3 separate regions of the Mus musculus genome follow, and all the other regions are linked to region 1. The links are chromatin contacts, called in public Hi-C and HiChIP or PLAC-seq maps. All regions are on one chromosome and are shown on one strand. The core of a region is the stretch at or near the end of the contact, and the rest is flanking DNA. Distances in the headings are between cores, read along the strand shown. Region 1 holds the start of Slc2a13 (solute carrier family 2 (facilitated glucose transporter), member 13). Region 2 overlaps Lrrk2 (leucine-rich repeat kinase 2). Region 3 overlaps Lrrk2 (leucine-rich repeat kinase 2).

Evidence for each region. A called contact is a pair of places that touch in the nucleus more often than the background predicts. HiChIP or PLAC-seq counts read pairs in DNA pulled down with a chosen protein or histone mark.
Region 2: an H3K4me3 HiChIP or PLAC-seq map of forebrain shows a contact between it and region 1, with 5 times the contacts expected there. The contact joins the enhancer-like site here to the promoter of Slc2a13 in region 1. A contact is called at or near these places in 13 of 39 promoter capture datasets (the 3T3-L1 cell line, 3T3-L1-derived adipocytes, the C10 cell line and 9 more), 7 of 484 Hi-C or Micro-C datasets (bone marrow-derived macrophages, cerebral cortex, cortical neurons and 3 more), 7 of 115 datasets of contacts at active chromatin or transcription factors (astrocytes, bone marrow-derived macrophages, embryonic forebrain and 4 more) and 3 of 9 other capture datasets (adipose tissue, embryonic stem cells and liver).
Region 3: a Hi-C map of embryonic fibroblasts shows a contact between it and region 1, with 4 times the contacts expected there. The contact joins the enhancer-like site here to the promoter of Slc2a13 in region 1. A contact is called at or near these places in 4 of 484 Hi-C or Micro-C datasets (the 3T3-L1 cell line, cranial neural crest, embryonic fibroblasts and 1 more), 1 of 115 datasets of contacts at active chromatin or transcription factors (the 230-238 cell line) and 2 of 9 other capture datasets (adipose tissue and liver).

What each region holds. Positions count from the first base shown.
Region 1 is chr15:91,570,656-91,575,493 of GRCm38.p6, reverse strand. It overlaps Slc2a13 (solute carrier family 2 (facilitated glucose transporter), member 13), which reads left to right and starts at 2,233. Exons shown (of 10, transcript NM_001033633.3): 1 at 2,233-2,919. The coding sequence starts at 2,397.
Region 2 is chr15:91,749,404-91,754,241 of GRCm38.p6, reverse strand. It overlaps Lrrk2 (leucine-rich repeat kinase 2), which reads right to left. Exons shown (of 51, transcript NM_025730.3): 29 at 4,352-4,581; 30 at 3,891-4,018; 31 at 1,882-2,100. Among named protein-coding and RNA genes, the nearest start is that of Lrrk2, 79 kb to the right of the region's middle. Within about 2 kb of position 1,876, at least 17 of the 459 cell types and tissues checked have an H3K27ac peak or open chromatin away from gene starts, as enhancers often do. A contact at or near this core is called in forebrain, where this site is marked.
Region 3 is chr15:91,700,406-91,705,243 of GRCm38.p6, reverse strand. It overlaps Lrrk2 (leucine-rich repeat kinase 2), which reads right to left. Exons shown (of 51, transcript NM_025730.3): 9 at 4,756-4,838; 10 at 4,588-4,667; 11 at 2,968-3,074; 12 at 9-138. Among named protein-coding and RNA genes, the nearest start is that of Lrrk2, 30 kb to the right of the region's middle. Within about 2 kb of position 1,878, at least 186 of the 459 cell types and tissues checked have an H3K27ac peak or open chromatin away from gene starts, as enhancers often do. A contact at or near this core is called in adipose tissue, embryonic fibroblasts and liver, where this site is marked.

The DNA.
Region 1 (4,838 bases), core at 984-3,483:
GATTTGGAGCCTGATGGATGCTAGGCAACCATTCTCTAGTTACATCTTCATCCCAACAACAAGCATATTGCCACTGAATCAGTCACCATTGTCTCAGCCTGGCGTTCGGAATGTGTAGCAGCGCACCCCAAACTCTCTTTTCCTCTTCTACGATGGGGTCCTAGTGTTCTGGGACTGCGTAAATAAATGTCCTTAAACATTGGGATTCAGGACTTGCTTAGCAAATCGATAGCGATGCCTACACTTTATCTCGATTAGCAATGAACTATAATTTAAAAGTGATTTTTCGAACTCTAGTCAATGAGCACTTGCTGAGGCTTTGTAAGTAAGACAAAGTGGTTCATATAGTAATCTGGCGATTTCAAACATTTTGTGAAACGCTGTTGGAGGTGTACTCTGCTTTGTCTCAGCCCTCGGACTTTCAATTTCGCCATGAAGTTAAATGAGAAGAAGCTACAAGGAACTCCATGTTAGTAGAATGTTGTGGTGTGCCTAACTGAACTTGGCTCCTCCCAAGAACCCGGAAGAGCGGTTGTGTTACCAAGGTCACATTTCCTTAGCGGTTATGTTACCAATGTCACATTTCCTTCCGAGGTCATCTTAAACTCATGGATATAAATTACGAGGTGTAGACGATTTTAAGGAGTAGTTGGTTCCGTGTTCTGGAACCCCAAAGTTGAATTTGGAGCTCCTAGTGAGTAGAAGTCACGGTGTTCAATAGGTCAGCTGGATTTGAAGTTCAGCTTGTTTCAACTCAACAAGAGTTCTCTGCAGAATCTACGTGAACAAGCTGACCACCAGGGGGTGCAGTTTTGCTGCTATGGGCTTGGGAAAGACTCAAGCCTGAATCTTCTGAAGTCTAAGTTATTGTTTCATTATTTGAGAGATAAGTCTGTGTTTAATTTCTCCTTGGGAAGACGGCAAAACCTTGCTTTAAAGTTACACGATACATTTAAAGTTATTCCTCTGAGATAACCGCCCCCCCCCCACATTTGGAGAAATGTGGTTGGAAAGTGAGATATTTTGGTGACTAAAAATCAAGGTGAAAGGGACGTTGGGAAAGTCTAATAACTTCATAGTGTAATAGGATGACAGAAACAATTTCTCTGAAGGAAACAAGCTTAAACTGCATGAATAGGGTTCGTGCTAAGAAACATTTGTTCAAATAAGGGAAGTAAATGAAGACAGGAATTGTTCACGGAAACCATGGGTTTTAAATTTCTTTTTCATTTAAATCTGGTGTCCTACGCCTGAAGAATGAGACTGCAGCAGAAAGACACTTGATTAGTCTCTATCTCCGGAAATGAAACAACATAAAATAATTTACAGAATATTTAAATCAACGGGAGGTTTCCAAACCAGCCAACAACTGGCAATTAGCAATTAAAACAACCATCCTCAAACCATTTGAAATTACTTTGTTTCAGGCAAATGGGGCATCTAAAATCGCTTCTTCAAATCAATGGGGCAGCAGCAGGAATTGTCAGGGAGAAGGTATCTTTTTAGGCTCGCATGCTGGGCAAGAAAGGTGGTAATTGCCAATCACACAACAGATCACATTCTTGAGTTTCCTTGTTCCACTTGGAATCAGCTAGTTATGTGAGAAGGTGATGTATATACGCACAGCTAAAGTTGCTTTACCTCTGGGAATCCACAGGAAGCCTTCTCGTGAGAGAAGAGTTGCTGTCTGTCTGTCTGTCTGTCTCTTGTCTCTCTGTCTGTCTGTCTCTGTCTCTGTCTCTGTCTCTCTTTCTCCCCTCAGAAAGTCAAGATGCAAATGCATTTTAGAAGGGCGGAATTTAAAGACGGAGTAGCAGGGAGAAAGGAAACTAGAGACACCAGTGACCATGGTCCCAAATTGCTCCAAAACAAACTAATTGCATGAGAGCCAAGGGACACGGACACTCACTGCAAAAGGACAGAAGTAGGTGAGTGTCAGGCAGTCTCAGCCACCTCGGATTGCAAGCAGGAGGGCAGAAGGAGTCTTTCACCTGATCCTTAGCCTGCTGTGAGCTTGAGTGCTCTGGATAGCAAGCAGCTCATCTGCAGCCAGAAGGCAAGCTTCCCTGTGTCCTGGTACCCTGACTCCAAAGAGCTCTTGTCTCCAGGGGACCTCCGCTTAACCCCGCCCACAGAGGGAGGTGGCAGCGTCCAGGGGGAGGAGTTCTTCTCTGTCTCCGCCCACCAGGGGGAGGTGGGTCCCATTCGCCCCTCCCCTCCAAGCGGGCAAGTGACGCACGACCCCGCCCCCGGCCGCTCCGTAGCGCCAGCTTAGCAGAGGCTGCGAGGCGGGTGGCTCGGGTGGCAGAAGAGCAGCGGCTCAGCAGCTGGCAGAGAGTGCGCGGCGCCCCACACGCAACTTCCCCGCAGCCGCCTCGGCGGCGTCCGCCTGTCCCATGTCCCGCAAGGCGAGCGAGGACGTGGAGTACACGCTGCGCAGCCTGAGCAGCCTGATGGGCGAGAGGCGCCGCCGGCAGCCGGAGCCGGGGGCGCCAGGCGGGGAGCGCAGCCTCCTGGCCGCCGAGTCGGCCGCCAGCCTGCAGGGCGCGGAGCTGGAGCGCGCGGCGCGCAGGCAGTTCCAGCGCGACGAGACCCCGGCCTTCGTGTACGCGGCCGCCGCCTTCTCGGCGCTCGGCGGCTTCCTGTTCGGCTACGACACCGGCGTGGTGTCGGGGGCCATGCTGCTGCTGCGGCGCCAGATGCGCCTGGGCGCGATGTGGCAGGAGCTGCTGGTGTCGGGCGCGGTGGGCGCGGCCGCCGTCGCGGCGCTGGCCGGAGGGGCCCTGAACGGCGCCCTCGGTCGGCGCAGCGCCATCCTGCTGGCCAGCGCCCTGTGCACCGTGGGCTCCGCCGTGCTGGCCGCCGCCGCCAACAAGGAGACGCTGCTGGCCGGCCGCCTGGTCGTGGGGCTCGGCATCGGTGAGTGGCCGCGCCCGCGAGCCCCACTGACCCCCTTGCTCTCCCCTGCTCCGCGGTCCTTTGGGGGCTCGGTGGCACGAGCGCCCTGGTGGCTGTGGAGGATGCGTTCCCTTCTCCCGGATTCCCACGTGGAATCTGCGGTCGCCCGCGGGTCAGTCAGCGCCGGACAGTCTGGAGCAATTCAAGATACCCCAGCTTTCCCCGATCCGGCCTAACCTGAGGCCGCTTGTTGAGTTTAGGAGGGTCTCCACATCCCTGCCATCCCTGAGAGTGATTTCCCCACTGCCAGTTCTCCTTTAGGATGCTAAGCCCACCGAGCTTTAAACGAACTGCGAACTGCAATAATTAGTAGAGTCAAGGAGTTTTGAACTCCAAAATCCCTGCTCCGTTCCAGTTCCATCTTCTCTGCAGTGGATCATTTTTAAATAGAACACTATTTTCTCTCCTTGCTTTGTGCTCTGTGGTTGACTTTCAACCTTTCCACCTTTCTAGATGAAATCTGTCTCCCTTTCCCACCCGACTTAGAACTTTTACTTTGGGCCAACATTCACCATTCTTGTTTTGCCTTCTCTGCCTTTTCCATATGGGAACCAAATTATCCATTAAAGGTCACGTTCATTTCCTAGATTCAGTTAGGAGCCACTCCTGTGGATAAATGCCCAGCAAGATAGACACTTGCAATTTACTTTAGAAATGAAGAGATGTAGGTTCTCTGGGCATTGATTTTTTTTTTTTTTTTTTTTTTTTTTTGTCACCCTGTTTGCTGAGCGGGGGAGGCACTCTTGGTGTGCTCTTGGCAGAGGGAAGCTGTTTGGGATGTGCCCAGTGTTATTAGAAAGCACCTTTAAAGGGAGAATGGGAAGTTGTGACTTAAATCTCACTGGTAGTTTTCCAAGGCTATAAAATGTTTCCTTTTATAATTCAGTTTCCTTTAGGGTAAAGCGTTGCTTCCCCATGGGAGGGCTAGATGGATTCCCGGAGCTGTCCCTGAGCTGACCACTCTTCACCCTTCTGGATAGGTTTGTAAGGGGAAGCACACTCATTCATTCAACTCTGCCTCTAGGAGCCACGAGCCTAAAACCCCAGCTCACTGTACCCGTATCCCCTGATCACCGACTCTGCTTCTATGGGTAATTACTGAAGCATGGCAAGGCTCTCTGTGAAATGTGGATTTGGCAAAGGAAGGTCCAAATGACCACCAAAGAGACAAAAATCCATGGAAATCCCCTCTCTGTGTAAAAATGCCCTGTGCCTGTAGGATCCTTCGACAAATAACCTGCCTAGGACTCTAATCAGCATCATCTGCCTGGGATACAGATCCTCTCTTATGCCTCTACCTTCTTTTCTCCCCCTTGGCAGAGAAATCACACTTCAGTTGTCAGAGACTCATTATTAATTCCCAGACTTATATCTGGAGATTGATGTTTTGCAGAGGTGTCTTAATGAAACTCCTGAGTATCAGATGAAAAATTGAAGCATTTTGTTGATTCTTGCCTGACAGCCTGGGGGCCCTGTCATGTCAGGGTCCTTCCGGATGTATGATACAGAATTGAAAGGAGAGCATCCTCTAGAGTTGGCTTCGCAAATGGGTCTAAAGGCAGCTAGAACTGGCTCTCACCCCTTAGGACAGTGCTCCTCAACCTTCCTAATGCTGTGGCCCTTTAATACAGAGGTGACCCCCAACCATAAAATTACTTCGTTGCTACTTCATAACTGTAATCCCTCTACTTTTATAAATATGTCATGTAACTATCTGATATGCAGGATATCCGATAAGAAGCCCCACAGGGGACTTGACCTACAGGTTGAGAACCACTGCCTTAGGAGGAGAGGCTCAAAGGTGATGGGTGGGTAGAACAGAAGATGCAGTGAGCTGCCTGGAGAGAAGCCACGTCTGGAGATGAGGAAAGGACTGTCTA
Region 2 (4,838 bases), core at 627-3,126, 180 kb before region 1:
CTTCTAAAGAGCATAGGTTTATGTTTATAAATACAAGGAAAGATTGGGAGAGAGTTAAGTTGGAAGGAAAAGACAAATGAGATGGGGCTGGGTGCTCTCTAATAGACTCAAAGCTGCTCCTTGAAGAAGGGTTGCAAGCGTCACCCAGAAACAAGGTCCCAGATAGGTGGGCTGACGCGCCTCTCTCAGAAAGAACCAGCGAAGCAAGCCAGCGCATGCTCAAACCAGCATGCCAGAATGAGGAAGCCGTTAGCACCACCCATTCCTTTTTAATAATACTGCCATTCTAGGAAGCATGTTTTTCTCCTCTGTATGGAGTTGCTTGAAAGGCTCTTATGTACATAGAAGGAATCTGGCCTTACTGATTGACAGGGATAATAACTTGCAGCTGTCTCAGCGGAGTTTGAACCTGGATTACTGACTGGGTCACCTCCCTACAGCAGCAACAGCCCACACCACAGACCCAAGCATCTCTCTTACAGGCTTGCTTCAACCAAATTCAGGCTTTTACAAAACAAATTCGCCTTCTGAAATGGACTTTTAAATACCAGCCCCTGGGGCACTACAGAGACAAACCCATCCACAGATGGCCCATTTCTGAGACGACCAGAATCTGTGAGAGTGTGACAGAGCTGAGCTGACAGGGCAGGGCGCTGCAGTGCACAGCGGGAGTTTATCATTCAACATCCAAATTGGAGCTGTTCTGAGAGTGCGCGCCTGTGGCCCAGTAAGTAATTTCTCTGGGATATGCAAACCTAACAGGGCTCTGGTTACATCCTGATATCTCCAGAGCCAACAGAGAGACAATCATTGTGTTTGCCATGCTGAAGTACCCAGAGCGTTCTCTAGAAATCTCAACCGTATTCCCTTCCTGTGAACTCTAGAAAGGAGCACTCTTCCTAGTGACCCATGTATTAATATTTTCCTAAACATGGGGTTTATCAAAGAGATTGTCAGGAATTTAAAACACAAGTCTCGGGATGAAACTTAGCTTATACGAATTCGGTAATTATTTATAGATTGCTGAAAACCAACCAGTAGGCTTGGCAACTGGCAACGTTAAAAGGCAAAAGTTGGAATGGAAAAAAAATTGAAACCATCTGAACTAAAGTTATAAAGGAATCACATAGACTGATCGAGATACAAACAGGACAGGAACTCTCAAAGGAAGCGCCTAGAGTGGTCAGTGGTTCTCAACCTGTGGGTCGTGACCCCTATAGGGGCGGGAAGGGAGGCAAGTCAAACGATCCTTTCACGTGAGCCCTCCAAAATAACACTTTCACAGTGGTCACCTCGGATGATTGGAAGACACAGATATTTACATTATGATTCATAAAGGTATTTATGAATTCATAAAGGTATTTCACAACTATAGTTATGAAGTAGCATCAAAAATAATTTTATGATTGAGCGTCGCAACACGAGGAACTGTGTTAAAGAAAGGATTGTAGTGTTAGGAAGGTGGGAACTTCTGTGCTAGATAGGACCGAGTGTCGCAGAGGACAGGAGGCCCAGACACCACCTTCTCTTTTAGCCTCTGGATGGAACCCCTGGAGAGGAAGATTTTCTCGGTGTCCTGGCAATTCCTCTCCTTCTTCTCAGGATCCTCTAGTTATTTTTATTCCCACTTCTATGAATTATAAATGAAGTGCGGCATAAATAAATAATTTTTAAATGAAAGTACTTTTATCGTTTTGAGCTATGAAAAAAAAAACCCTACAATTTCCAGATAATTGCTCTCTCCTCAAGGTTTCTGACATTTCTAAGCAGAGGCATAATATGACAAAAAGAGAAAGGCTTACTTAACTAGCAGCCTGCAAGAGGCACACACTCGCCCACCTTGACCATCTAGTAGCCTGCAGGGGGCGCCCATCCTCCCACCTTGAAATTAAGGCTCTCATTTATGATGGTTTTCCGAAGCTTTGCCAGCGCATCTGACTCCTCGGTGGCATTCACAAAGTGGTAGTCCCGGATGGTGGGGAATCCTCGCTTATTTAGGAGTTCCTTCGTGATTTTGCTTATGCACGCTTTCCGCTGCTTCTCATCAGAAACATCCAAATGTGTGCCCACCAGAATCACCGGGGAAGAAGAGGCACGAGCCTAAGGGAACAGAGACAAGACACTTCCTGTTTCCGGGGAGGAAAAACCTTCCTGGTTACATTTATGCTGAAATCTGCTATGTAGGATGCTACGTGCTGCAGCAATGACAGACTCAAGGACTTCAGAGTCACATAATAACAGCTGTCTTTCCTTGCTGCTAGTGTGTGAATCTTGAAATGCAACCGTGTGACACAGCAGCGTCTTGAGAGCTATATGAGAGGCTCAACTCCCAAGGACAGAGCCCAAAGAACACGTTTGAAGGTCCTCACAGGAACCGGGATGTTAGGTCCCCTCCCTGTTCCTTTGCCATAGAGCATGAGAACTCTTGCCCTTCCACCTCCCGCCATGAAATGGCATATCAAGAATGGCCTCACAGATTCCAGCCCCAAGGTGCTAGACTTCCCTCCCTTCGGAAATGTATGAGAGAAATCTCTGTAATTTGTAAACCACTCCAGCTTGGGTGGGCTGTTACAGCCGCAACTGAGATTACTCCCTTAAACCTAAATAAATATGATAATCACAAAACAATTTAAAAATTATTATTATTATGCCCTTAATAGTCCAACTCTTACCACTTCCAGAATCCCACATAACCACCATAGTATAGCATTCCTTTTATTTTAATGTTTGCTCAGAGCAAGTTGTTTGCAAGCTGCACTTCTAAATAAAGCGAACATTCAGGAAACTTCAAGCTACATCAGAAGCAGTGCAAACTGCTTCCATTTCTTTCTTTAGCTGAGAATTTTATGCCCTGAATTCACTTTAAAGTCATGAAATTTGGAGAATGGAAGACAAAACCCACAGAAGCAAGCCGAATTGCCACCGTACTATTTGGCTAAGTTTCTGTGTGAACTATAATAATGTCAAGAAAACACGGGCTTAAGGAAGATCCAAATTACCAGATAACAGCCCAGGAGCTACCAAATCCTGTGCCCAGATGTCATCCTTGGTGCAAGCTCTCCTGAGAAGTTTACTCCCAGAACTGTTCCCTGGGGCAACAGACAGCAATCACAGGGACTCTTGTCACAGTCTCCATTCAAAAGGTCATATTGAAAGGAAGAGCTGTCACCAGTGCAGCAGGTAGACATTCAAGAAATAATAAAACAGAGAGACCAAAGATAGGAGACACACAGTCTGGGGCTGTTCAAGAGGCAGGATCTGAGCGCTTCCCACTAAAAGGTCACTGAAAATATACTGGACATGTGCAGAGTATGTGTGATATTAATTCCGTTTTAAGTTGGGGGAGTTGGTATGTCGGTTAACAAAATAGCATGATTAGAATCAGTTGTGCTTTCAGATTTTACACCGTAACAGGATTTCAGAGCCTAGTGACATGTAACTGTGTGGGATTCCCTCTTCCATATCATTTCTCAAACTCTGAATGCTTCTAATGTAGAAATAAAGAAAGAGAGAGAGGGAGAAGGGGAGAAGGGAAGGGAGAGGGAGAGGAAGGGAGGGAAGAAGGGAGGGAGAGAGAGAACATTTAAAACAATTGAAGGAACTGTTTTTGTTTTGTTTTGTTTTGTTTTCAGATATATCATGTTATAAAGACATTTTTAAAAAATAACAGAATGTAACTGGGCATGGGAGGACACATCTTTAAACTCAACACTCAAAAATTAGAGGCAGGCAAATCTTTGTCCATCTAAGGCCTTCCTGATCATTCATAGAGAGTTTCAGGGCATCCAGGGACACATAAGTGAGCCTTAGCCTCAACAAAACCCCAGAAGCATAGCATACAGTAGTGAGCAATGATCACACTCTAGTCCCACGTGATCAGAAGAAATCACCTTGATATTGAAGAGCCAGGGCTTCATGGCGTCCACCTCTGCCTGCCCCTTGCTGAGATCATAGACAGCCAGGTAGAGGGCTCTCTGGGTCATGAAGTGGGGGTGAGTGCTGTAGAATTCCTCACGACCTAGAAGGAGATATCAGAGGTTTGAGTCTTTCCCATAGTAGGTAGGACTCGTTACGAAATAATGAGGGGGCACAGCAAATCCTTTGGAGGAGGGCAAACAACAGACATCATTCCCATGACAGCTTTGAGAACCACGATTAGCTGCCAACCAAGCAATTTAGACCTCTCTGCTGGGGGCTGGCATTGCTCTCTGTGGAGTGTCCATTCTGGTGACAAGGGCAAAATGGGCTTGGGATAATCTTATAGGATCCACCAGTTCTTTTTCTACTGGATCAGGAAACTGGGTTTTAAAATTTCTATTCAAGACGAAAGCTAAAACAGCATCTTGAGTACCTGCAAAATCCCACACGTTTAGAACCAGGTCCTTTCTCCTTTTGCCCCGTATTTGGATGGACCAGTCTCGCACGTCTATGCCGACTGTGGCACCCTGCATGCCAAGTTCTGGTTTCTTCATTTTCATGAGTTGTTGCAGTAAAGTGGTCTTACCGCTCCCCGTATTTCCCACAATCATGAGCTTCATTCGGTTGTAGGGTACAGCCTTTTTCAGACGTTGTTGTAGAAACCTGGATAAAGAGAAGCCACATAGCAGCCTACCGAGGCATGTGCCAGGCCTAAGTTGTTCCACAGAGAGTGTGTAAACTCAAGCATGTGAAACTGTAACCAGAACCAACAACACACATGCCTTCTATTCTATTAGTAGTTTCACAGTAGTCAATGATATTTTTTAGCACTGACAATGATGTATGGCATGCTATATCATCACCAGTTATAATCAAAATCCCCAAATCTGTTTGCAATATCTATTAAGATGCAATGTGTA
Region 3 (4,838 bases), core at 629-3,128, 130 kb before region 1:
TGCAGTACCTTCCTTCAAACAGGTGACTCAGCATCTTGCAGCCACTCTCTGCCACCTCAGGCGCATGGGCATGCTTCTGCATCAATTCCAAGACATTCAGGTATACTCCTTTTGCCAGCAGGATTTTCCTGAAATTAACTATAAGGTGTTTTTCAAGTTACTTATAGTAATGAAAGCTCACAATTGCAAGAACACATATAACATATTTCATTAGCCACTTAAAGATCATTAATAGTCACCTATATCTTACAAATAGATGACATCCTCTGATTTTCATATTTATTAATTCTTTATTGAAGTTTCCAGTTAATTTTTTTATTTACAGAGTAGACAGGTATTAGTGTGATTAATACATTAAATCCCATAAGAAAGAAGTGCTCTGTAGAACAATGTATGCAAACAGCACTCTTCAGTTAGGATGAAAATTAAATGATCGTCTAATCTTGGAATCTCACAAAATGGCTAGGAAGCACAAGTATGCTAGACATCAGTGCATGGATGCAAGCCATTCCTCCATTGGTGATGGGAGCCAGGGGCAGGCCTGAGGAGAAGGACCGCAGGTGTGTGGAGGCATATCGCTCACTGGTGACAGGCCAGTGGAATGGCCTGGTCTGGGATGCTCTGAACTACTTTGTACATCTCAGTGGGCTGCATGATTTATTCACGAATCTCATCTCGATCTAACTATGCAGAAATGGCATTGCTCAATAATGGGAAACATGACAGGGAGAAGGGCGGTCGTCGTGAAGTCCCTTCAGAGCGTACAGGACATTTTCACGTCTCCCTACCTACTTGTAGAAGTTTGTTGCCTTTATCGGCTCTATTTTAGCAAAAGGTTATCTGCATTCAAAGACAAATCACAAAACGCAAACTCCTACAGTAGTCACCTTTAGTGAGTGCTCATTCATGCTTGTATGTCCTCTGGTTCAAAGATCAAACCCTCCTTCTCAGCTCGACCTTTGTCTTGGCTAACTCATGCATCACATTCCTTAGTTAGTCTTCTTGTCCATCTTCCCCATTAGAATTTGACACCACTAGCCTAAAATTTTTATGTAACTGTCGTACCACAAGGGTGTAGATTGTATGGAATCTAGTACATGATACGAACTCAGAACATGGTAGCTCAATTCATGCAACTGCTTAACTAAATGAGAAAATTATCACAAAAGGTATTTGGGCCTGAGCCTTCAAATCGCCATGGTGCCAAGACACCATTTTTTTCCCTCTCCATCCCCTCCTCCTCCTTATTCCTCTTCCTCTTTAATTTCTCTTTGAGATTTAGTAGCTCAGGTTGGCCCTGAATACAATTCTTCCTGCTTTAGCTGGAGTGCTGAGATTGCTGGCCTGTGTCACCATTCCTGTCTAAGAGCCCAGTTCTCCTTTCTGCCAACCCAATCCTGATTTAAAAAAAACAAAAACAAAAACAAAAACCCTTCCCATCCCTTCAGTCTTCATAGTCACTGCCTCAAGTTGCTTGCAGTGTGAATTTGGTGGTGGAGCTAAATAAGGAAGCCACTGAACATCTTACTACTCTCTTATACCAGGAAGCCCAGGATGTGCAAAGGCATCTAAGCACATCTAGCAGAGAGCCGGGAACAAAGGTGGGGGAGCATGAAGGGAGGGCAGGGACTGATTCCAAACAGATGCCAAGCTGACTCACAAGGTCATTGTCCCACAAAGGCCATAACAAAAGCAACCCCAAGTCACAAAATCTTAACGACTGATGGAGGGACCTAACAGAGTCTCCTCATAGTTAAGACCCACAGCCTCACCACACTATTGCTGCCTGGCAGCAAGCTTCCTCTCCCCTGGGGAGCTATACACAATGCTCCTTGGCTGCAATGCAATCCCTGCCCAGACCTCCATAGCTACACGACACATCCTGTGATGACTCAGCCCTGGGACAGGCCCTGTCATCACTCAAGGCCTGGCTATTCCAAGCCTCTGTGTGATGTGCCCGATTCACTCTTAGCCGATTAACTTTGTTCTTTAACAATTTCACACATGTACGCAATACATTTGATGAGGTTCTGCTTTTATTAAAATGCCATCAGAGAGAAGGAACAGCCTGCAGGAGGCGTGTCTTCCTCACTAGCCTGGCCTTGCCACAAAAATCTGGTGGTGCTTACGTTGTTGTGTCTCAGATCAATCTTCCTTTTTTTTTTTTTAATGTTTCACTGCCTAAAAATATCACATAAGAGCTGCCAAGTCCCCCTGCCTGATGCCAGACAAGTTTTCCTGGCAAAACTTCCTGTTTATGGGGTCAGGAATCTGAAGCAGTTTGAGCCAGGACCTTAAAGCTTAAGGGACCTCCTAAGGTATAAGAGGGATTATACATAAAAAAATCATTTTCAAAAAATCGTAAATATAAAACATTTCATTCTGGACAATTTTACCAGTTTTGAAACAGTGAATAGCCCATCAAACATTAGCACTCCTGTAAAATTTATTTAAGAAGAATAAATAAATATGTACAGGAAAATGCAGGCAATCTTTTTTAGAGAAAAAGACCTGATGAGAACTCTAAAAATTCCCATGGTATGTAAGCTAAAAGTCAATCAACAGAAACTGGTTCCTAAAATAGGTTATAGATATATAGGAAAGCTACACAGTTATTAAAATTGTAATGACAATAATAATAAATACATTTATTAATATAAGGATGGAAGCAAAACATGCATTTAAAGTAGATACAATGTTACAATTTCTGTAAGTTTGCATCATACATGGCTGCATTTAAAATGGATACAATGTTCCAGTTTCTGCAAGTATGTATCACATATGCCATAAATGAGCAGAAGTCCTGAGGAACATACACCTATTATATATTTTTTTATCCTTTATATACATACATACACACTTCAGCTAGCCCCATCTACATATCTGAATTTTTCAGAATTTATAGCTTTTATAAGAAAACAACATAACGTTGTTCCTCCTTATTAAAAAACACAGTATTCCCCTTACCATTTTGTTCCAAGAGAGTGGACAGAGCATGTGCAGCTGCTTGGAAGACATCTTTGGAAGAAGAGTGCATCAGCATAGACAGCATCACTTCCCTGTGCGCAGGGAACCTTTGAAAAAGCCAACCACATCTCAGTTCGCAGCCTCCGGCCCCAATGCTCACTTTCGCTGCCTGTGAACGCTAACAGCACAGGCAGTGGAAGCCACACTCTATGCCATCTCCACTTACAATAGAAGCTTATGCCAAACAATGCTATTGGCAGAGGTTAGATTCAAGTGTGTCCAACACTAACACTTCTGTTTCTTCAGAAGCCTGTAAGCCTTATGGAGGACGCATGGCTTTGTAAACATGTAAGGAGGGATAGGCAGCTACAAAGTTGCTATGGTGCAAATCACACAGGGTGAACATGAAAACAGAGTTAAAACCAGGGAAGGATGGGCCGAACAACAGCACAGGATTTCTTCTCACTTCTCACAGCAAGAGACAAAGAAAAATACATACATTGATCATTTCTGGAGTTTTCCATTTAGTGTTTTGGACTATATTTTACTGTGAGTAAATGAAAATAGACAACAAGAAATTGTGCCTAAGAATGCCATTGTAGAATGCCTACAACCAAAGCGTGACTCTTGCAAGCCTTATAAATGCCGTACAAATACTAACATACTAAGTACACAAAACAAAGGACTAAAATGCACAATAGGGGTTGTCAGTCATAAAGCAGGATGAGAGAAAGGCATCAGCAGATGAGCCACATCTCAAACAGAAGACAATCTTGAGGTACCAGGAAGAAAAATGTAAAAGGAGGGAAGGGGAAAATGGCAAGAAGAGCGATTTAAGTGGGGAAAAGAAACAAAAACAAAGCAGACGTAAGAGGCAGAGGGGATAAATGTGCTTTCCTTTTAATAACATATTTCCTGGAGAGATCTCCGGGTACTGAGGACTATGTGTGCTGTGATCTAAGCTGTGTATAAGTTGCACTCCTGAATCTGCCCAAACACAAGCTCCTGAAAAGTTGCTCACTCGGGATAATTCGGTTTTTGGCTTATCTCAGTTTTCAAGAGTCACTATCTCTTCTCCAAATGGGAGTTTTTAAGTAGAGTCTGCTTCCCCGAGTCTCTCTTTTCCAGCAGAGGGCCATTATGCAAATAGGAATACATAGCAGTCCACACTGCTGCCTGGTGGGACCTGCCAGAGTAGGTTTCTAACCTGACACAGGCAACCAGCTGGTTGGTGGCCCAGAACCAGTGGGTCTGTGAATGTGCTTGGCTGGAATGAATTAACTATGCATCTGTACCTGGTCAGCCAGAAAACTGAGGGTTGATTTCCCAGGATTCACAGAGAAGTGAATGATTCATGATGCCAAATCCCTCAGTAGAGATGAAAATGGTCTATATTTCAGTAGGAATTAAAACACTTTATACCACACCAGGCCTGTCACACCTTAAAAGCCACACCTTCAAAGCCTGTCTTGTGGGAAAACTAGACAAAATTATAGACCCATCACTAACATACAACAGCGCTAAAGCCTAAATTCTGACAAGAAAATCTAGCAATGGCAGTTTCTACGCACTGGCTGAAACAGAACCGGGTTTTCTATCATAACACCTAGAGATACTTACTGGCCATCTTCATCTCCGATCTTCTCATGCAAACTGTTCTGGTACATAAGGAGGTTATTTAGTGCCCAGCAGGCAGCCTCCTAGATCAGGAAGGAAGAAGAAAACTGTATCAAAATAGCAATGGTGAGAAAGCCTGATCTTACGCCAGTGATTAACTGTGTGTCCGACCTGCACGTGTTTGTCCTTTCGATGGCGCACCAGGGCTTTATAGCAGGGTTCCAGCCAGAAAAGCTTCTCACTGTCTTCCTCTT